Regions from separate parts of the Gossypium arboreum genome. Here region 2 is linked to region 1. Evidence: chromatin contacts called from public Hi-C data. All regions are on one chromosome and are shown on one strand. The core of a region is the stretch at or near the end of the contact, and the rest is flanking DNA. Distances in the headings are between cores, read along the strand shown.

Region 1 (4,798 bases), core at 1,460-3,959:
CTTGGTATGCTTTTCTGCCCTGTCAGCAGGGAAGCTCGCCCAGCTAGATGAATTTTCTCTAACATTTTCAGAAAGTCTGGAAAGAAGAGTATTACTGACCTTGGGAAATTTTTGGTAGATTTGAAGCATGCTTTGAAGATATTCGATGAAAACGCTAGTCCTGCAACGTGTTTTCAACCAGGAGATTTTTTCCTTTACAATCTTACCTTTCCCCCGTGCTTATAAAATGGGGCTCCCCCTCTATACTCCATTATCCCAAAAGCATCATCTCTCTTGGCTTCCATCCCTCCACTTTACAATATTTCTCTCTTTTTGTTTTATTCACCGTTTCAGTGTTAAAAATTTTCGTCGCTAATATAATTTTTGATTCAAGGTAGTCTTGAGTTATCAATGATGCAATATTGCTCTAAGACACACACATTTCATATATCCTATCCTTAGAAACCTATCTTGTGGAAGTCAGATTTCGGGGTTACATTGTAGGGCTTCTTACTATAATTGGCGTAATTTTTTTCTCCATTTCCATGCAATCGATATATTTAACCTTCCTTTTTATCCAAAGGTCAGCACTACCGTAGACGTAGGAGGACTCTCAGGTTGGGAGCAATTGTTTTGGTGTAGTAAAGGTGATGTTCCTTTTCGGGGGACAATGGTTGTCGTTATTAAACAACACAGTAATAACTACAATTGCTACTGCGTCGACCCGAGTTTGACCTCTACTTTCATCGAAACATCCGCTTTCCTCTTGAGAGCCCTCTTGTGTCCACCTCGGTGTCAACTTTTGGATAAGAATGAAAGGTTAAAGATGCCCACTACTTGGAAATAAAGAAAACAATTATGTTGATTACACCAGAAAGCCCTTCGTTTTTTCCCTATAATTATGGCCTCCATATTATGTATGACATATATAAGGCATCATTTGTGGGTATCTAAAAAGCTTGAACTCGTGACCGCATAACAATTGTCAACTGGACCCAATTATACTCGAACCCATGACCGCATTATGGTTGCCGACTGGGAACTCCACTTAGACTTCGACTCATGATTGTATCAAACATTGTCACCCCGAAACCTGATTTCTATAGGATGAGTTTTTGAGGTAATAGTCCTATCCCGACATAACATATGAAATGTATGTGTTATGAGTCGTGCTAACACATCCTCAACCCCTCAAATATACTAATAAACTTTCATGATTTTACCTTTAAAATCCTAACCCTAAGTCTTAAAAAAAACTATAATCCTAATCTTTACAAAAATAAAAAACCTAACCATAATTTTTAAAAAATCTAAAAAAAAAAGGTGAAAAGCAAGTCCAACTTTAAAAACAACCTATTTTTCTATAATTTAAAAAAGAAATTTAAAAGACCGGATAGAAAAAAAAAGTCGGCAGGAAAATTGACTAAAAAAATAAACTATTTTAGTAGATATATAATTTAGAAAGTTTGTATAATAATATAATAATAAACATAAACCTTTTAAAAAGTTAACAATAGGTGGACAGACAAGACAAGACAAGACAATCAATGTAGGAAATGATATTTGATTGAAAAATACAAAATTTATAATTGAGATGAAGTTATGGTTGATGTGGTGGATTATAAATAGAAGTTTAGGACATCACTGTCCCAATAAATTAAACAGGACCTCGTGTTTAAAGCACCGCCAATCCTTTTACCTCTTACATCTTAATTTTTCTGAATGTCTTTTTGGTATTTCACGTGCGTTTTCAATATTATCTTTTTTTAAGACTTAGAATTCAGTTTTTGTAGGATGCAATGTATTTTATTATTACATATAATATTTAAATATTTTAATTTTGTGAATGAGTAATAATATAATATTCTTAAATTAAAAAATATAAAATTAAGTGACACGAATTAAAGTTTCCTTTATCATTGAGGCTTCAAAATTATTTTTAAATTTAAAATATAATTTTAAATTACATTTCAAGTCAAAATAACTTTTTTCAAATTAAATTATATTTTTTGACTAATTAAATTATATTTTTAAATTGCAATTTAAACTCAAATAAAATATTTTGACTTCTGGCATTTCTGTATAAATGCTTTTAATTGAAATTAGTTTAATTATTCTTATTCAAAAATCTAACATATTTTTTTTATCTTACAATATCATGTCTGAATAAATATTTTATTATTTCAAAAATATTTTTAACAACAATAATTAAAATGATAAAACCCTTTTTTTCATAACTCCCCTAAGATTTTAAAATAATTGAAGTTGTTTATAAGTAAAATAATATGTTTGAAATTTATTACAAATTTTAAATGAAAAAATAATTTCTAGCTTAATATATTATTTGATAATTTTTTAATCTGATACATATATATATTTATTTGTTTAATGTAATACATTTATTTGAGAAATTTTTAAAGAATTAGGATTTATTTTAAAAAATCATAATTAATTAATAATATTAACAATTAAATTTTATTAAATTAACCTTAAAATTTAAAAAATTCACAACTATCAAATTATATTTAAATAAATTTAAATAAATTTATAAATAACACTAAATTTATTCTATTAATAAAATCATAAAAATAATATTAAAATTTAAACCAATTTTAAAACATAAAATTAAAATTTTGATTACCAGAAGTCATCATTTTTCAGTCAAAATAAGAAAAATAAATAATTTAATGACGTTATAAAAGAGAGAAAAGAACATAAAAAGAAGAAAGCACATGGGGTGTTTGATGAGTACATTGACGCACGTGCCGATAAGGTAAGCGGCAAGCCTCACTGTCTGTATGGTTCTTGAATTTCATTTCCCAGAGTCAAGGGAGACAAAACATTATATTAATCCTTTCTCTTTCCTTTTTGTACGAAAACCCATTCAAAGAACACATATCCCCTCTCCTATAACTCTGGATTCATCACTCTCCCTCTTTTATTATCATTCTAACAATCCCTTCTTCCTACAACTTAAAAAGAAACACTCTGGTTTTGATCCTTGTTGGTTTTGTTGATCTGGGTATAATCGAAAATTTGTTGGGGGGTGGCGAGTGGGGATGAGGAAGAGGGAAAGGGAGAATCCGTGTGGGATATGCGGCCACTATCACAAGTACGAAGAAGAGGAAGTTTGTGGGATATGTGGCCATAGAATTCCCCTCTCTTCTGACAAATCATCGCTTCAAGTCAGTGCTTTTTCCTCCCTCATCTTGCCTGGCTTTCTTTATTTGGGTAGCTATGATAACGCCTCTCGCTCTGAGCTTCTAAAGACTCAGGGAATTACTCATGTCCTTAATGTAGGCCCCTTCTTCTCCTTTCATTAATGTTTATGTTTGCTTATAGTATTACTATCAGCTTATGGTTTTTATATTTAAATTTATGGGTTTTGTGATCCAATGTAGTTTGGAAAAGTTGACTTATGATTGTTCTCTAATTCATATAAAAAGGGTAAATTAGGAATTGATTTTAGTGCTGTATGTTTAAGGTTTTTATGCTGCTGTTTTTGTATAATATTGATGGGTTTTCTGCATTCCAAGTATTTGGCATCGGAAGTAGGAAATTAGTAACTAACTCAGTTCCTTTTGCCTTTGCTTGTTTCTAAGTATAGAAAGGGTGGCTTTGCTTAGCATGAAGAATGGAAGGGAGTGAGAATGGAGAATTTTGTTAATTAAATGATAAATATTCATAACCACTTTCCTAGTTTATAGCTTAACCAAAGCTTAATGGAGGAGGATCTTGTAATTACATTGATCTAAAAAATTCCTATGTCAGTTGTACTACCTATTATGGAAGTCTTCTGATTATCTGCATGGTTAGTGGTATGAATGAAAGATTAGTTATAGCTTTGGGAATAGTGTGAAGTTAATAGGTGTACTATCCAGTTTTAATGAATTTTCCTTGAGACTCTACTTTAGGCCTTAACCTTTCGGGTAAACTTACTGTTGAGTTAAACTGGATATCTAGGATAAATAATGGGTAATATTCGTTGATGCTTTCTATTTGCGGATGAGGCTGAGACCACTATTATTGATCTTAAGCTGGAAACTTGGGGAAGAAGTTTGACATAAAATGTGTGATATTGATGAGGCAACACCAGAACAGGATGTGAGGGTGCAATTTATCAAACTTAGAACTAGAAATAATGGTAAGATTTGATAGTCAAATGGTCCTAAGAGCAGTTCTGTTGATCTTTTAGTCCTTAGCCTTTGAAAGGAGAACCTGAGGGTTCGTCATAAATTGAGGTTTTAAGATTTTCGTAGTGTTTAATGGAGAATTATACAACATTAAACCTTGCATGGCACTGGACCACATGCAGCATTATTGAGAAAGATGTACTGAGCTACTTTTTCACTATAGTAAAGGGATGTCCTTTCGATAGTAAATTACAATTCTATTCACAGCCATCATACATATAGAATCAGAAGGTGGCTAAACATAGCAGCCAATGAATAGCTTCTTTGTTAGATTTACACAATATCCAAACCCATATATTCTGTTTGCCATTTGCAAGGGCAAAAATTGGAATTTTGTAGGAATGGGGTCAAAGCAGTAAGAACACTTCTGTATCAAAGAATGGTATTAGGGATGAGGAGAAAATGGAATTGGGGACTGTCTCCACAGGATATGCTTTTGATATTGGAAAGTATAACTGTTAAACTAAGTTGATAGTAATACTCTAACCACCTTCCAATGCCATCAGGGAGGGAATTGGAAGGATCGTTTTGGCAGGTGGTAAGGGTGATGGTGTGAAGATCCATTCTTTTTCAGTTTTCATTATACAGTTTGTTCTCTTTGTTTGATGTTGCATCTGCTTAAATAC
Region 2 (4,387 bases), core at 1,366-3,865, 180 kb after region 1:
GTGGGGTTCCTCCTGGAATTAATATAGCAGGCACAGGCCACTTATGAACAGCTTTAGCAATATAGTTGTCCACTAGTTGATTGGGAGCCACATGGATGACCGTTACCAGCTCAGGGAAAGAGTCTTTTAACAGTTTCATTGTGTTTGAAAAGATGGGAAGCATTCTAGTGACCTCTTGTAATCTGCTTCCAGGTAGCAAGGTAATTACCGTTGCTCCTTTATAAATTGCAAGTAATTGTTTAAAATTTAAGAACAGAAATAGATTATAGTTAAGCAAGTGTGACTCACAGCCGTACACACTACAAATAAGCAAACAAATATACACATGCACACAAAAGGAAATGAACAAAAACAGTTTCTAAATTCTAATACATTCATTGATTTAAAAAAAAAAAAAATTGCAGGTTTTGATTGATCCCAACAACTTCAAGAAAAGAACTACCATAGAATGATTATCAGAAAAAGAGAAGGAAAAAAAAAAAGAATAGCCGGAAAGTTGGACCATAGATGTTATAAACATTAAACTGATTAAGGGTAAAAGACAACATACAGAAACCAAAAGTCCAGAGTAAAGGGCTCATACTGATGATAAATATAAAGCAGAAAACAACTTGAACTTGTAAGAGTGAATCTTAAATAATGGAGCAATCTCCACTCTTAGAGGTACTGAAAATTTCTCTAATTATAGACTTAAGGTTAAACTATAAAAGAGGAAAAAAAAAAAAACTGCTGACTTCCTAGAACTTTACTAGGTTATCTCCACATTACCTGAAGCTATGGCATATTTTTTTCGAAAATCTCCACCATTTCCGGTTATCTTCCACTCATGCAATGCAGTTTCCTTTCCCTAAGCATACATTTTTCTCATTTGTTAATGCTAAAATAACCATACATACACGTGCCAATAGGAACATATGTACTCTTGCAAAAAACTATTTGGAGAAAGCAAAATCGTAAGTATTGAAACTTGAACTCCCTATTAAGTTTTAGGAAACAGAACAATCCCATACTATAACAATTTATACAAGAAGATAAAATGATACCAATATATAACAGGACAGCAGAATGTGAATTCATACCATGTTCAGTTCTAAAACATCTTCCAGAATGGGGTGACCAACAAAAGTTGCATTCAATCCATTTAATTTACAACCTACTTCCTCATTGGGAAGTATACAGAACACATGATCCACAAATTTAGATAGCCCTTTGAGTCTTGCTTCACCTCCTTTCCATGCCCAGAATGATGGTGCTACATAATGAAAGTGTACTGGTCTATCTAACCTTTGTTGATTGTATCTAGCTGCAAAAAATAAACATTCCTTATGTTCCGGCACATAATATCGCACAGACAATATGCAAATACACAAAAAATTGATCCTAACTCCAACACATTGGTGATATTACCCCGTAACTGCTTAAGTAGACGAAAAGAAAATCCCTTCGAGTCCACTGTCACAACCACGTGAGGCTGGAACTGTAATGCAGCCTCCACAGTTTCCTTCAATTTTACCTGACATTTCAGCAAATACAAATGGTCCATCAGTAGTTTAGTGCAAAGTTTTTTTTTTTTCAAGGAATCCTCCAGGTTCATTTTATGGTCCTCGAAGACTAATCTTTTCAGGATTCATGGCTGCCCCTCCCAACAAAGTCGTCTCCAAGATTCGAACCTGAGTTCTCCCCTTGGAACTGCAATGTGCCTTAACCAACAGTTGTTGGTAGTGCAAACTTTTATGGTAAAGGTTCAATCACCTTGGTTCCAAACTACTCACTCTGAAATTATAGAAGTGTGGTAATAATTCCCAGATTCCCATTACTGCAATATTCTCCATTGGGAACAAGGATTTCAGGCCTTGATTGGACATCCTGGACCTTATTATATACACAGAGAAAATACTTTAGAAAGAACCCCATGAGAGTTCAGATAACTAACATCAAATTGATTCTGCCAAGTTGCCTAGTTGCAACACATATGGACATAAATCTCCCCCCCCCCCCAACCCTGGGCCACCTTTTTTTAATCTACTGAAACAGATAGAAATGATATAAACAATGGAAATAGCTTTCCTGAGTTCTTTCACGTCTGCCCTTTCCTTTTTACTTATTTTTATTACTCTTTTTCAGAAAAAATAAATCAAACCCATACTCAAAATTCACCTAGCTAATGCTAAAAATACAAAGGCAATGATATATAGTTAAAAAGCATACCCGCCTACACCCGAGAAGCGGATAGGAAGAGGGGAAATCTTGTTTAAGGAAGCCATAAGACGACAGGCAATGGAATCTCCACTAACCTCTCCTGCAACAATGAACACTCTTAACTCCCCTTCACTGGCGGCTCTGTCCATTAAGGATTTGCTTGAAACCCATAAATATCTCCTCAATGGTGTCTTCAAACAAATGCTATTCTTAAATATATTCACACATTGAATCGCTGCCAACCACATCGATATCTTCGGTATAGTATTTCTATGAGAACAGTTGAAAAGGAAATGTGATGGAAGCAAGAGTAGTCTAGTGCAGTAGCCGCAACACTCTTCCGCGGTTTAGTTTGCAGTTCGAAGAAAACTAGAGAGCAATGTAAAGGACCCAACAGTTTCGAGACAACAAAGGCCCATGTCTGATGCAAACATGGACTCACATCCATGGCCTGGTTAATATATATTAATTCCATATCTTCTATTTTTACTAGGAATATCAGTGGTTTAAGTTTCTATTTTTAAAATTATTTTTAATCAAATGATTTCTAATTAATTTTATCTTTTAATCAATACTTACAAATAATTTATTTAATTTTAATCATTTAATAAATTACATAAAAATAATAATAATAAAGCTAACTTGACTAAATTAGTTTATGGTTATGAAGATGGATGTTGATTCTCATAAGCTTCATTTTGAAAGCACCATTTGCATTTCTTTACTAACATGTTTTCTTCTACATGAACCAAAAAGATAACATATGGCAAGAAAAGAAAACAGATAACATATATAAATTTTACAATAAATTTTCCTATCAAGGATTAACTTTTGCCTTTTTGCCTTTCTCCTTTCTGCTTATTTTTTATAAACTTTTTAATTTTATTTTTTCTATAATATACTTTTAAATTTAATTAAATTTTATGAATATTATTAAAATGTTAAAATTTTATTCTATCCCTTTACTTAAAAGTAGAAGTTAAAATATTATATGTAGTGTAACGCCTCATACTCGACCCAATCGTCGGGTCCGAACTACAATATGTCACATTCGTTGCCAGAGCAGCTACAATCAAATATAATCAATTTATACCAATGCACATTTAATTACGAGCTATTCATGAATATAATGTGATTTACAAACCTTTCTGAGTCTTTAAGCTTACGAAAGCTCTAATGTTAACCTAAGATTGAATTAGGACCAAATCATAAATATTTCAAAATCTCAGGTTGACATTGTGATGTCGAGGATTCCTTGTCACGACGCAACATATTGAGTAGGTCTCATCATGACCTCGAGTACACATTGTCGCAACATGAATCTTGAGCTGCTTCTTGTTGCGACGTAATATACTGTTTCCATAAAAATCAATATGGTATAAGTTTGAGAGACCTATAATAATACTTTACATTTCAGTTACAACAAAAACAATAATATGCCAACTACATTCAAGCTAAAATATGCCAAAATGATACTTCAAAACAACATCAAGCAACCAAGATTTAAATTCAACCATTTCGATACAAAACCTGCTTAAACACTAGGTACATATCATATACTAATCAAAAGAGAACTTTAAAAACTTTGCTGAGTTGTGGATCGCTAGCTAGATGCTAGATCAACTGCTCAATCTATCTAGAATCTACTATACCTACGTATAGAGAAAAAAAATCGTACACTGAGCAATTACGCTCAGTGGTAATTTTCATATTTCAAGTCACAACATGAGCATAATCAATATAAGAATTCAATCCAAATATGCAACAATTCAATTAAAACAATTTGCATATTCAATATAAAAATATCATTCTCCTACAACATTCCATTTGATAGTGAAACTAACATTTATATCATCCATTCTATTAACAAAGATGTAACATATCTAATTCAATTACTTACATATACATTTATGTACCAATTAGATATTTAATCTCATTTTCATTTATATTTTATACAACTTCATCAATTCACATTGTCATTTATAGGCACATATGATTATTCATTTGCTATGATCATCATTTCATATCACATTTCTATCATTTCCGAGCTTATAAGCTCATTTAACACAATCAGTCCCCAGGGCACACATTTAGCCATTCCATATGGTCTCTCACGTGCTATCTATAACAACCCATTTTTCAGTAGTTTCGGGCCTCAAGTCCGACGAGTGAGCCCATATTATTATTT

What was found. Hi-C and Micro-C count contacts between places; a contact is called where the count stands out from the background.
Region 2: a Hi-C map of leaf shows a contact between it and region 1, with 2.5 times the contacts expected there. The contact joins the promoter of LOC108487384 here to the promoter of LOC108489287 in region 1. A contact is called at or near these places in 2 of 5 Hi-C or Micro-C datasets (both in leaf).

What each region holds. Positions count from the first base shown.
Region 1 is chr7:9,910,075-9,914,872 of ASM2569848v2, forward strand. LOC108489287 (protein-tyrosine-phosphatase IBR5-like) reads left to right here and starts at 2,710. Exons shown (of 5, transcript XM_017793720.2): 1 at 2,710-3,164. The coding sequence starts at 3,039.
Region 2 is chr7:10,086,260-10,090,646 of ASM2569848v2, forward strand. It overlaps LOC108487384 (probable lipid-A-disaccharide synthase, mitochondrial), which reads right to left and starts at 2,616. Exons shown (of 9, transcript XM_017791714.2): 1 at 2,209-2,616; 2 at 1,773-1,872; 3 at 1,408-1,513; 4 at 1,080-1,303; 5 at 769-847; 6 at 1-216. The coding sequence starts at 2,447.